Regions from separate parts of the Macaca mulatta genome. Here region 2 is linked to region 1. A link is a contact called in public Hi-C data. All regions are on one chromosome and are shown on one strand. The core of a region is the stretch at or near the end of the contact, and the rest is flanking DNA. Distances in the headings are between cores, read along the strand shown.

Region 1 (5,501 bases), core at 36-2,535:
CACTGCCTGTAATCCCAGCACTTTGGAAGGCCAAGAAGGGCAGATCACAAGGTCAGGAGTTCGAGACCAGCCTGGCCAAACCCCGTCTCTACTAAAAATACAAAAAAAATTAGCCGGGCATGGTGGTGGGCGCCTGTAATCCCACCTACTTGGGAGGCTGAGGCAGGAGAATCGCTTGAACCTGGGAGGCGGAGGTTGCGGTGAGCCGAGATTGCGCCACTGCACTCCAGCCTGGGCGACAGTAAGAGGCTCAGTCTCAAAAAAAAAAAAAAAAAAAAAAAAAAAAAAAAAAAATTGGTGGATCATAATATTATAGTAAGGCTGATAAGCAGTTAAAGTTTTTAACATTGTAGACCCAAAGAGAAATCTCAGGAATCCACAAGGCGTGATTGTGTTTATTACAATAAAATGCGGTACAAATAATCATTTTTCTTGGTCGATTCCATTTCCTCATTTGATACCAAAGTCAGGGGTTGGACCTTAGAACAAAGGGAACGAACTATTAATACGAAGGCAGGAGCAGGGTCCTACCACCCAGCACCTCAAACCGCAAAGGATGGAAGGCAACCGAGACCGTTCGGATGGGATCTTCGGGGACACTGTCCTTCAGATGGCTAGCTATGAGTACCCCAATTCCACATTTACTGCCCCCATCGAAGAAAAAAACATCCATTTCTTCTCCCCGTGATGAAATGAAAAGATTGTCCCCCATCTCTCAAAGAGCCGTCGATGGACTGAACGGTTGGCTTGAAGGCAGGGCTCCCCAATCCCCCGGTTTAAGACCACCCAGCTGTCCCCTCTGGTGGGGGCAGCAGCGCGGTCGGGTCGCCCTCGACGCCTCCCTCAACAGGAGGCCTGGGCAGACCCCGTGCGGCCGCCGGACATTTTCCTGACAGGGGATTCCCTGGTCAGGAGGATGAGGCGGGCTCTCCTAGACTTAGGTCCGATTAGATTGAAAATAAGGAGGTTGGAAATCCCTCAAGGTCACTAAAATTCCTCCCCAGGGGTCGGAGCGGAACGCTCAGAGTCGCTAGCCCGGGAACCCCAAAAAAAAGAGCGAGAAAGGGAAGCGCGCCTTCTCAAAACGAGCGTCCGCTCAGTCTTCGCACGCTGTCCGTTTATGCCACTTACCCCCCTCGTACCCACAGTCTCCCCGAGATTTTCAAGGTGAAGCCCCTCTGCCCCCGCCCGACCTTTCCAGTCCTCAGCTGACAGGATTCTAACTCGGGCCCAGAACGCGGAGCCTGGAAACCCGCGCGCCGTTGACCACAGGATTTGGCGCCAAATGAGGAAGGCGGGGCGAGGACCAAGGGGCCGGGGCGGGGCGCAGCCTGAGGAGGCGAGGTGAGGGTGGAAGGGCGGGGAGCGGGCGGGCCCACAGGGGGCGACGCGGGGAGGGGAGCTATGGGGGCGGGGCGAAGAAGGAGGGGCGGGGGAAGAGCGGGCTCACAGTTGGGGGAACCAGAGGGCGTGGCCTGCAGGGGGCGTAGCGAGGGGAGAGTCGGGGCAGGGCGCAGGGCGAGGGGGCGGGGCGAGGACTGAGGGGCGGGAAACCAAGAGGAGCCTCCGGCGCGTGGCGCGCTGAGGTGAGGGAGTGAGGGAGGGGCGCTGTGGAGGGAGCGCCCTGAGGAGCGGGGCCTTGAAGGGAGGAGACCGTTGAGCTGGGGCGTCCCTCGAACTGAGCACCTCGCTAAAGTCCGGGAGAGGACCCTGAGGCAAGGGTTCTGAGGAGGACGCCTTGAATCGGGGGAGGGGCGCTGAGCAGAGGTGGCTGACGTTGGCAATAGGTCTTGGTCGCGAGGGTCGCAGATGGAGCCTTGGGTTAGAAGGTCGAATCCGGGCCCCTTTCCCCCCGCCGCCGCTGCCCGTGACTTCTCTTTCGCCTCCGGGTTTTCATGCCTGGCTTCAGAGTTTGGCCGTGCTCCCTCAGCGTTCCTAATTTCCCACTTTCTGACTCTCACCATTTGCCACTCTTGTCTGTGATTGAGATACCCAAGGCCCATTCAGGATGGAGAGTAATTTTTTTCTCTGTCTTAACTTGAAGTTTTAAATAGACCACAGACGCCAAGTATATTTTGGTTCGGCTTTTAAATAGAAGTCGCAGGCCAGCCTTCGTGCCAGCAGCGCCATCGCTGGCAGCGTCCTCCTCCTCCCCTCACGCGGAGACTGACTTGAGGAGAGTCAGGAAACATTTGAGAGAGCAGCTGCCGAGGTGGAGGCTGTGATGTATCTTGGATGAATCTCTGTGCAAACAGTTCTTTGGGTTCAAGACCTAGTACAGGGCGATCCTTTTTTGTTTTTTCTGTCTGAATCATTTTGCTGGAATAAATAGCAAAACATTCCCACAATAGCAGTTGGCATTTTTGTGTAGGACGCTCCCCCGCCCCCAACAGGTGGATCGTTTCAAGATCCAACAAATAACTGCCATTGTGCTTCCAAATCTGTTATTTTCGCCCAAACATAGCCGTCCCTGTTATATGGAAATGAATGCCCATTTGGGGAAGGAACTGGATAGTGATGAAAGGCTTTCACTCTGAGGCCTCACCTAAATAATTATGGGAACTTTTGAGCAACTCGTTAGGTGAAGACATCAACAGTCTACAGAAGAGCTGCAAAGAGCACAGCAAGATGATTTAGGGAAATATAACATATGTAGTTTGGTGTAGTGACAGCTGGGAGAGAGAAATGTTCATAATATTTGAAGGTTGTGTGCAGTACACTTAAAGAAACTAAAATGAGCTGGGTAATGACAAATTCATGAAGGGAGGAGAAAGATCTTATTTGGGTATCATATTGATGGTGAGAGACAACTTTTAAAATGTTTAAAACAACAACAAACTCTGGGGCAGTTAAAAAGTGCACATGAAGACCTTTCCACTCAAATCGGAACCAAAAAAAATTAGTCTTTCGTATCATACAAAAACTCTGAATATCATGAAGGTGGCATTTCAAATCAGTGGAGAAATGATGAATTCAGTGAATAGTGTTAGAACAACTAGGTAACCATCTGGAAGAAAAATAAAATTGGAACCACACTTTACACATTATACCAAAATAAATTCCAGACAGATAAAAAAATTAAATCTGAACAATAAAATAATAAAAGTACTAGAAGAAAATATGGGACATTCAAAATTACTTTGTAATAAGGAACATCTTTTTAAGTATGATACAAAACTCAGAAGCCATGAAAGACTGATAATAAGTGGCTGGGTGCGGAGGCTCATGCCTGTAATCCCAGCACTTTGGGAGTCCAAGGCAGGTGGATCACGAGGTCAGGAGTTCGAGGCCAGCCTGGCCAACATGGTGAATCCCTGTCTCTACTAAAAATACAAAAATTAGCCGGGCATGGTAGCACATACCTGTAATCCCAGCTACTCGGGAGGCTAAGGCAGGAGAATTGCTTGAACCCAGGAGGCAGAAGCTGCAGTAAGCCAAGATCGTGCCACTGCACTCTAGCCTGGGAGACAGAGTGAGATGTCTCAAAAAAAAAAAAAAAAAAGGAAAAGAAAAATTGATAAGTATGCTTATATTTAAAAATATATATCCTGCATGGCAAAATGGTACTTTCCTATCCACAATATAGACCATGGCAAACCAGAGCTTTTGTGTCAATTATTAACTGGATAACATAGCTTGCCTAATTTTTCAAATCCTTCAGGAAGTCCACAATTTCTCTATACAATTTTAAAATTTTATGTCATTTTTATAATATTTTAAGAAATAAAGAAATAGGCAGTGGGATTATAGTTAAGACCTGAATTTTATTTTATTTTATTTTTATTTTTATTTTTTTTTTTTTGAGACGGAGTCTTGCTCTGTCACCCAGGCTGGAGTGCAGTGGCCGGATCTCAGCTCACTGCAAGCTCCGCCTCCCGGGTTCACGCCATTCTCCTGCCTCAGCCTCCCAAGTAGCTGGGACTACAGGCGCCCGCCACCTCGCCCGGCTAGTTTTTTGTATTTTTTAGTAGAGACGGTGTTTCACCGTGTTAGCCAGGATGGTCTCGATCTCCTGACCTCGTGATCCGCCCGTCTCGGCCTCCCAAAGTGCTGGGATTACAGGCTTGAGCCACCGCGCCCGGCCTAAGACCTGAATTTTAAACTATTACACTTTACTGCCCCTCTGTGGACAGTCACCTTATAACCAAATAGAGGCACAGGATTCCAGCACATATAGTTGGGCTTCTACAAAGTGATGCTTGCTGATACATATTCTTGAAATTTCAAAAGCTTGAATTTGAGAAATGCTTTAGTAGAGAACTAAAGAATGAAGGCTCATCACGTACAAATTTCACTGGGTAGAATTCCCCTTAAACATATTTGTTTGTTTTGTTTTGCTTTTTGTTTTTGAGTCAGGGTCTCCCTCTGTCACCCAGGCTAGAGTACAGTGGTAAGATCTTGGCTCACAGCAGCCTCAATCTCCCAGGCTCAAGCGATCCTCCCACCTCAGCCTCCCAAAGAGCTGGCACTACAGGCACAAGCCACCACATCCAGCTAATTTTTTGGTATTTTTTTTTGTAGAGATGTGGTTTCACCATGTTGCCCTAGTCTCAAACTTCTGGGCTCAAGTGATCCTCCTATCTCAGCCTCCCAGAGTGCTGGGTTTACAGGCATGAGCCATTGTGTCAAGCAGTGTTCCATTTCTTTATCTCCATTTTCAAATAATTTGCCTTTAAGAATAAGGTACTTGTGGCCGGGCGCGGTGGCTCAAGCCTGTAATCCCAGCACTTTGGGAGGCCGAGGCGGGCGGATCACAAGGTCAGGAGATCGAGACCACAGTGAAACCCCGTCTCTACTAAAAATACAAAAAATTAGCCGGGCGCGGTGGCGGGCGCCTGTAGTCCCAGCTACTCAGGAGGCTGAGGCAGGAGAATGGCGGGAACCCGGGAGGCGGAGCTTGCAGTGAGCCGAGATCGCGCCACTGCGCTCCAGCCTGGGCAACAGCGTGAGACTCCGTCTCAAAAAAAAAAAAAAAAAAAAAAAAAAGAAGAATAAGGTACCTGTAGCCTATTGCTGAGACGTGTACCTCTTAGTGGCTCCTTCCCCTGGCTACATAAAGGCTTAAAATGACTGCTGTTTGTAAAGAGTCGATTAAAATTTTAACCTAGGGCCTTACATTATTCACCTCCAGTTACAAGAAGGCATAGGGGGTGCCATAGGAACGCATGGGAGGGACATCTTATTCAGTTTGTGGGTAACTGGGGAACATGGCATTAGAGGCTGACACCCAGGAGTAATTCATTAGTCAGGTAATAAGAGGGAATAAGTACTAACTTAAGAGATTGCATTTAGCTGGAGTTCAATACTTATTTGGAGAATGAATGACTAGTAAAACACCTCTTACATTTGCCAAACTTTCTCTTTTTTTCCTCAGTATTCTAGTTCCATCAATCTTGTCATGCTGTTTTTTCTTACGCTTCTAGATTACATAGACATTTCAAATATTGTGTTTCTTGCCTCAGCAGAGGGAATATTCTGAAAGATACTAATTCTGCAGTGTG
Region 2 (5,305 bases), core at 289-2,788, 480 kb before region 1:
TGTCGCCCAGGCTGAGTGCAATGGCCTGATCTCAGCTCACTGCAACCTCCCTCTCCCATTTTCAATTCTCCTGCCTCAGGCTCCCGAATAGCTTGGATTACAGGTGTGCCCCACTGCACCTGGCCTTAGACTGCTGCTTTTTGAAACCAAAATTCTGGCCTGGAAACAGAGCTTGGTTTTTCCAACCCTTGCCCTGCCGCTATGATACCAGAGGAAGAGGCTTCCCTGGGCCTCAGTTTCCTTGCCTGCACAATGTGGCTGGCAAGACTTGGTCTCCTCTCACAGGGTGATGGTGAGCTTTAAAATCCTGTGAAAGTGATCTGACTGGAGAGCAGTGGACAGTGGGAAGGCTGTTGCTGTCACGGCATTCTGCACATCTGTCCAGACTCAATTAGCCACCTAAGGAGAGAGTAGGGTGGGGCTTCCATCGGCCGTGGGATATGTGGACAATCATCCTTCTATATCTTTCCTCCATGGCTCCTGGGGCAGCTGGGGAAGCAAGCTGGATGGGCCTGGCCCCATGCTGCCGGGTGAGGTGGATGCCTGGCTGTGGCTCTAGGAGAGCCACCCTCCCTCAGGGAACCCACTTTACACAGTAGCAGTGGCAGCAGAGGCTGGCGAGGAGACAAGATTCGGACTTTTCAATTGGGGAGCACTGAGAGCATTTCCCGAGCCTCAGATACATGGGGACTGTGACCCTCCCTGGGACCCCAGTTAGGCTGCTCCTCAGGACTAAGGAAGGAGGAGGGGGTGTGAGAAATCTTTCACCATATACCATAGAAAGCATTTACCTCAATGGCCTTAGTTTACCTATGGGGAAACTGAGGCACATAAAGGGAAGGGAGCATGTCCAGTCTGTCCTTAATTGTAAGACCCACTGAATACACCTCTCCTGGCTCTTTGTTTAGTGTTTGGACATTCAAAGACCCCTAGACTAGGCGGCGGGAGTTTCAGGGCCACGATCCAGATCTTACACCAACTGTGTGTGGCCCCGCACAAAATCACTCCCTGCTCTTTGGCACTTAAGTTGGCGAAACTGGGATGGGCTGGGACCTCAAAGGGCCGTTCTAGTAGGGGAGTCACAGGCCCAGGTGGTGAAGGGGTGAAAGGGCATGTCTCGCGGTTTATAGTCCACTGAGCCTCGCCGGAGGTAACCCCAGCTCAGGGATGCTTTCGTTGCCATGGCAACCGCCGGGTAGGCGCGGGCCCCTGCGTGCGGCTGAAGAAGTTGGGACCAATCCTGCCCTTCCCAAGATGGCGGCGGCAGCAGGGCAAAGGGCGGGGTTAGATGCTGTCAGCCTGTCCAGACCTTTCCTCTGTTTTCGCTTGTTCCTACTAACGGCGAGCTTCCGCCAATACTTGTTCTTGTTCTTGGTTCCGAGCGTCCCGAGAGCCGGGAAGGGAAGGATTGTCTGCAGGGATTGGAGCAAATATCCAGTGTGGGAAAAGGCGGGACTTCCGCGTCCTGCCGGAAGTGACGTGACAGTAGCGGCCACCGCCAGGTGGAACGGCAGGTGGGTTCAGGTACCAGCCTGGCCCGGACCCGGTTGTGGTACCAACGCTTCCGGTGAGCGACAGAGGCAGCTCCTCAGGGCCTGGAGACCCGTGGGGCGGGCTCTGGGATCTGAGCCTATCGCCCTGGCCTGGAGTCCCCCTTTGTACCTAGTAAGAATCACCTACCCAGCCCCCCACCCGGAGACTGTCCCATCCCACTCCAGAGGGGAAGAGGAGGGCCCTGCTGTCCCGTATGAGGGTGATGGAGGGAGGGGTGGCGTTGGCATTTATGCACTTCGGTTCCCTAAATCCTATGCTCCTTTCTCTCCCGGATCCAGTTCCCCATTCCCCTACCGAGCTGGGCAGTTAGCCAGCCCACTCCAACTCTCGGAACCATGTTTGCAGACTTGGATTATGACATCGAAGAGGATAAACTGTGAGTATTTTATTCCCCCAAGTTCCAGCAGTGTAGGAGCCCCAAGTTTCTCATTTCCCAGGACTTCCCAGTCCCACAAAGCCTTGCTTCTCAGCGGTGGATCAGGTGTTGTACTGAAGCAGCAACGGACCCTGCTTTCCCAGGAGCTCACTATTTGTAGGGGGCTGTGGACAGTTAAAAGGATAATCACAGCTCAGTGCCGTAAGGGCACTATTAGCATGACTTGGTGACAAGAAGAGCAAAGCAGATGGAGCAGTGCTTCTGCTGGGGTGGTCAAGGAAAGCTTCATGGAGGAGGTAGCAATTGAACCAGGTTTTGAAGGTTTAATAGGAATATTGTAGACACACCTTCTTTCCCAACATAGATCGTTAGTAGGACAGATTTTCAAACATTAGATTTGTCTTCCCATTAGAATATATCCTCTTTCAGATCAAGGAGTGGGTGCAATGCCTTGCTCTGTGCTCAGCACTTAGTAAGGGGCTTGACATCAGTAGGTTGTTAGCAAATTTTTTTGAATGAATAAGTGAATCAGCGTGAGTACTTACCATAAAACACCAGTCAATGCTAATTTATAGTGGAAACTGAGAGGTAATTGAGCAGTTGAGAGGTGGGAGGTAGATGGTTTAATAGAGGAAGACTCCTTGGAGTAGGTGGCCGTCATATTCCATAGATGCCTGATAAGGTGACAAGGACAGAACCTGGCTCAAATCTCAGAGATCGAATAAATGAAAGGGAAGGGAGACCTGTTTTTATGGAGTGCCTGCTGTGGACTGGGTTGCTGTTAGCGCCCTCCATGCATGGTTAGAAGAACTCTGATAAGGGTGCTCATCCCCATTTTATGGATGAAGAAATTGAGATGCTTGGGTAAGAGGGTGACTTACCCAAGTCCCATAGCTGGCTGGGCATGGTGGCTAACGCCTGTAATCCCAGCACTTTGGGAGGCTGAGGCAGGCGGATCACCTGAGGTCAGGAGTTAAAGACCAGCCTGGCCAACATGGTGAAACCCCGTCTCTACTAAAAATACAAAAAATATTAGCCAGGCATGGTGGCAGGCGCCTGTAGTCCCAGCTACTCCGCAGGCTGAGGCAGGAGAATCACTTGAACCCCGGGAGGCGGAGGTTGCAGTGAGCCAAGATTGTGCCATTGCACTCCAGCCTGGGCGACAAGAACAAGACTCTGCCTCAAAAGAAACCAAGTTCTGTAGCTGATAAATGGCAGAGCTGGGGTTTGATCCCACATCTGCTTAATTCCAAGAGCTGTGCATGTTTCAGCACAAAATGTTTTGTCCAAGGGAGGGAGAGAAAAAGCTGGGCAGCCAGTGGAGCCCCTCGGGAGTTTTGGAGGGCCCACCCCCTCCAGTCATCCTTCCGCCAGGAGAGTCAGCCTCGCTTGCTTTTCTTTCTAGCGGAATCCCAACTGTGCCTGGGAAGGTGACCCTGCAGAAGGATGCTCAGAACCTGATCGGGATCAGCATCGGAGGAGGGGCCCAGTACTGTCCCTGTCTCTATATCGTCCAGGTATTGGGCGCTTTGGAGGGGGGCACAAGGTACATCCCTACTTGGGCATGACAAAGGCAGGTTCATTTCTCCACGCTGCATAGCTGACTCCTTCTCATTCTTGAGGTCTGATCCTCTCAGAGGGGCTTTCTGATCACCTGCACTGCATTGGTCTGCCCTGTCTTCTCCCCTATGTCGCTCTGTTTTTTTCCTTCTCGGCACTTAGTACTTGTTATTTGCCCTCTGTCTAGTAGAGTAGACTCTTTGCACTGAGGGCAGTGTCCTGGTTTGCTTTTTCACTACAGTAAGCACCAGGTACAGTGCCTGGCACATAGTGGACATGCAATAGAAATTGACTATTGAATCAACAAAACCATCAGCCTTGGGTACTAGCCAAAATGAAGTGTCATAGGAATATGATGAAATAATGGCCCAAGTTCAAATGCAAGCTTCTTCCCTACTTACTAGCAAGTTACTTAACCTCTTTGGGCCTCAGTTTCATCACCTAGAAAGGGGGGATTTAAAACATGTAGACATAATCGTCTCTGGGTTCCTGTGAAAAGTCAGTAAAACAACATAACACACTAGCACTTAAGAAACGTGCATTGGCCGGGCCCAGTGGCTCACGCCTGTAATCCCAGCACTTTGGGAGGCCGAGGTGGGTGGATCACGAGGTCAGAAGTTCGAGACCAGCCTGGCCAATATGGTGAAACCCCGTCTCTACTAAAATACAAAAAATTAGCTGGGCGTGGTGGTGCACGCCTGTAGTTCCAGCTACTCGGGAGGCTGAGGTAGAAGAATCGCTTGAACCTGGAATGTAGAGGTTGCAGTGAGCCGAGATCACGCCACTGCATTCCATGCATTCCAGCCTGGATGACAGAGTGAGACGCTGTTTCAAAAAAAAAAAAAAGAAACATGCATTAAGCAGTAGCTGCTGTTATTTTCCAGGCAGCTGTACATTTCCCCAGATGCTCTACCAGTGGTGAAGAACACTCTTGTGTGTCTTGTAGAGGAAGCTGCACTGGTGATATTCTGTCCACCGCAACTCAGGAGTGCTGACAGACCTGCTGTGGGGGCTCCTTCACTGTGTGGCTCATCCAAGTCAGTGACCTTGCTGTAGCCTTGGGAAGACCCGTTCTAACCCTCTCAACTGGGTAGCCACTGGTGGCAGATAGGAAACTGGCCTCTGTGAGGATCTTGCTAAGGAGTCGTTTGTAGGCCTCGAAGACAGATTCCCAGGATTGACCTGGTCTTGCTTCTGCTCACAGTGCTGCCTCCTTCATGAGCCATTTGGCCTCCTGTGACCCAGGAGGCATTAGCAAGGCCTCCCCGCTGTAATCCCAGAGCTTTGGGAGGCTGAGGCGGGCAGATCACCTGAGGTGAGAAGTTCAAGACCAGCTTGGCCAACATGGTGAAACCCTGTCTCTACTAAAATACGAAAATTAGCCAGGCATGATGGCGGGTGCCTGTAATCCCAGCTACTCGGGAGGCTGAGACAGGAAAGTTGCTTGAACTCAGGAGATGGTGGTTGCAGTGAACCGGGATCATGCCACTCTACTCCAGCCTGGGCAGCTGAGTGAGACTCCGTCTCGATAATAATAATAATAATATAATCAATTTTTTAAAATTCAATTTTGTTTTTATCAAAGTGCCATGTGACTTGCCTCTACAAAGTCAAGAGCATTAAAAGTCCTGTGTCAAATAATAGCAAGCCACTGCCCTTCCCCTGCGCACCTCACCCGGCTTGCTCTGTTTCTTCATGCATGGGCTTCCATTTTTCTCAATAGTCTCACTGTGTCGCCCAGGCTTGAGTGCAGTGGTGCAGTCATGGGTCACTGCAGCCTTGACCTCCCCAGACTCAGATGGTTCTCTCACCTCA

The links. Hi-C and Micro-C count contacts between places; a contact is called where the count stands out from the background.
Region 2: a contact with region 1 is called in a Hi-C map of liver, with 3 times the contacts expected there. The contact joins the promoter of PICK1 here to the promoter of DMC1 in region 1. A contact is called at or near these places in 3 of 14 Hi-C or Micro-C datasets (CD4 T cells, fetal cortical plate and liver).

What each region holds. Positions count from the first base shown.
Region 1 is chr10:12,958,690-12,964,190 of T2T-MMU8v2.0, reverse strand. It overlaps DMC1 (DNA meiotic recombinase 1), which reads right to left and starts at 1,285. Exons shown (of 14, transcript XM_001094012.5): 1 at 1,132-1,285.
Region 2 is chr10:13,442,163-13,447,467 of T2T-MMU8v2.0, reverse strand. It overlaps PICK1 (protein interacting with PRKCA 1), which reads left to right and starts at 1,538. Exons shown (of 13, transcript NM_001265891.1): 1 at 1,538-1,665; 2 at 1,833-1,930; 3 at 3,336-3,447. The coding sequence starts at 1,890.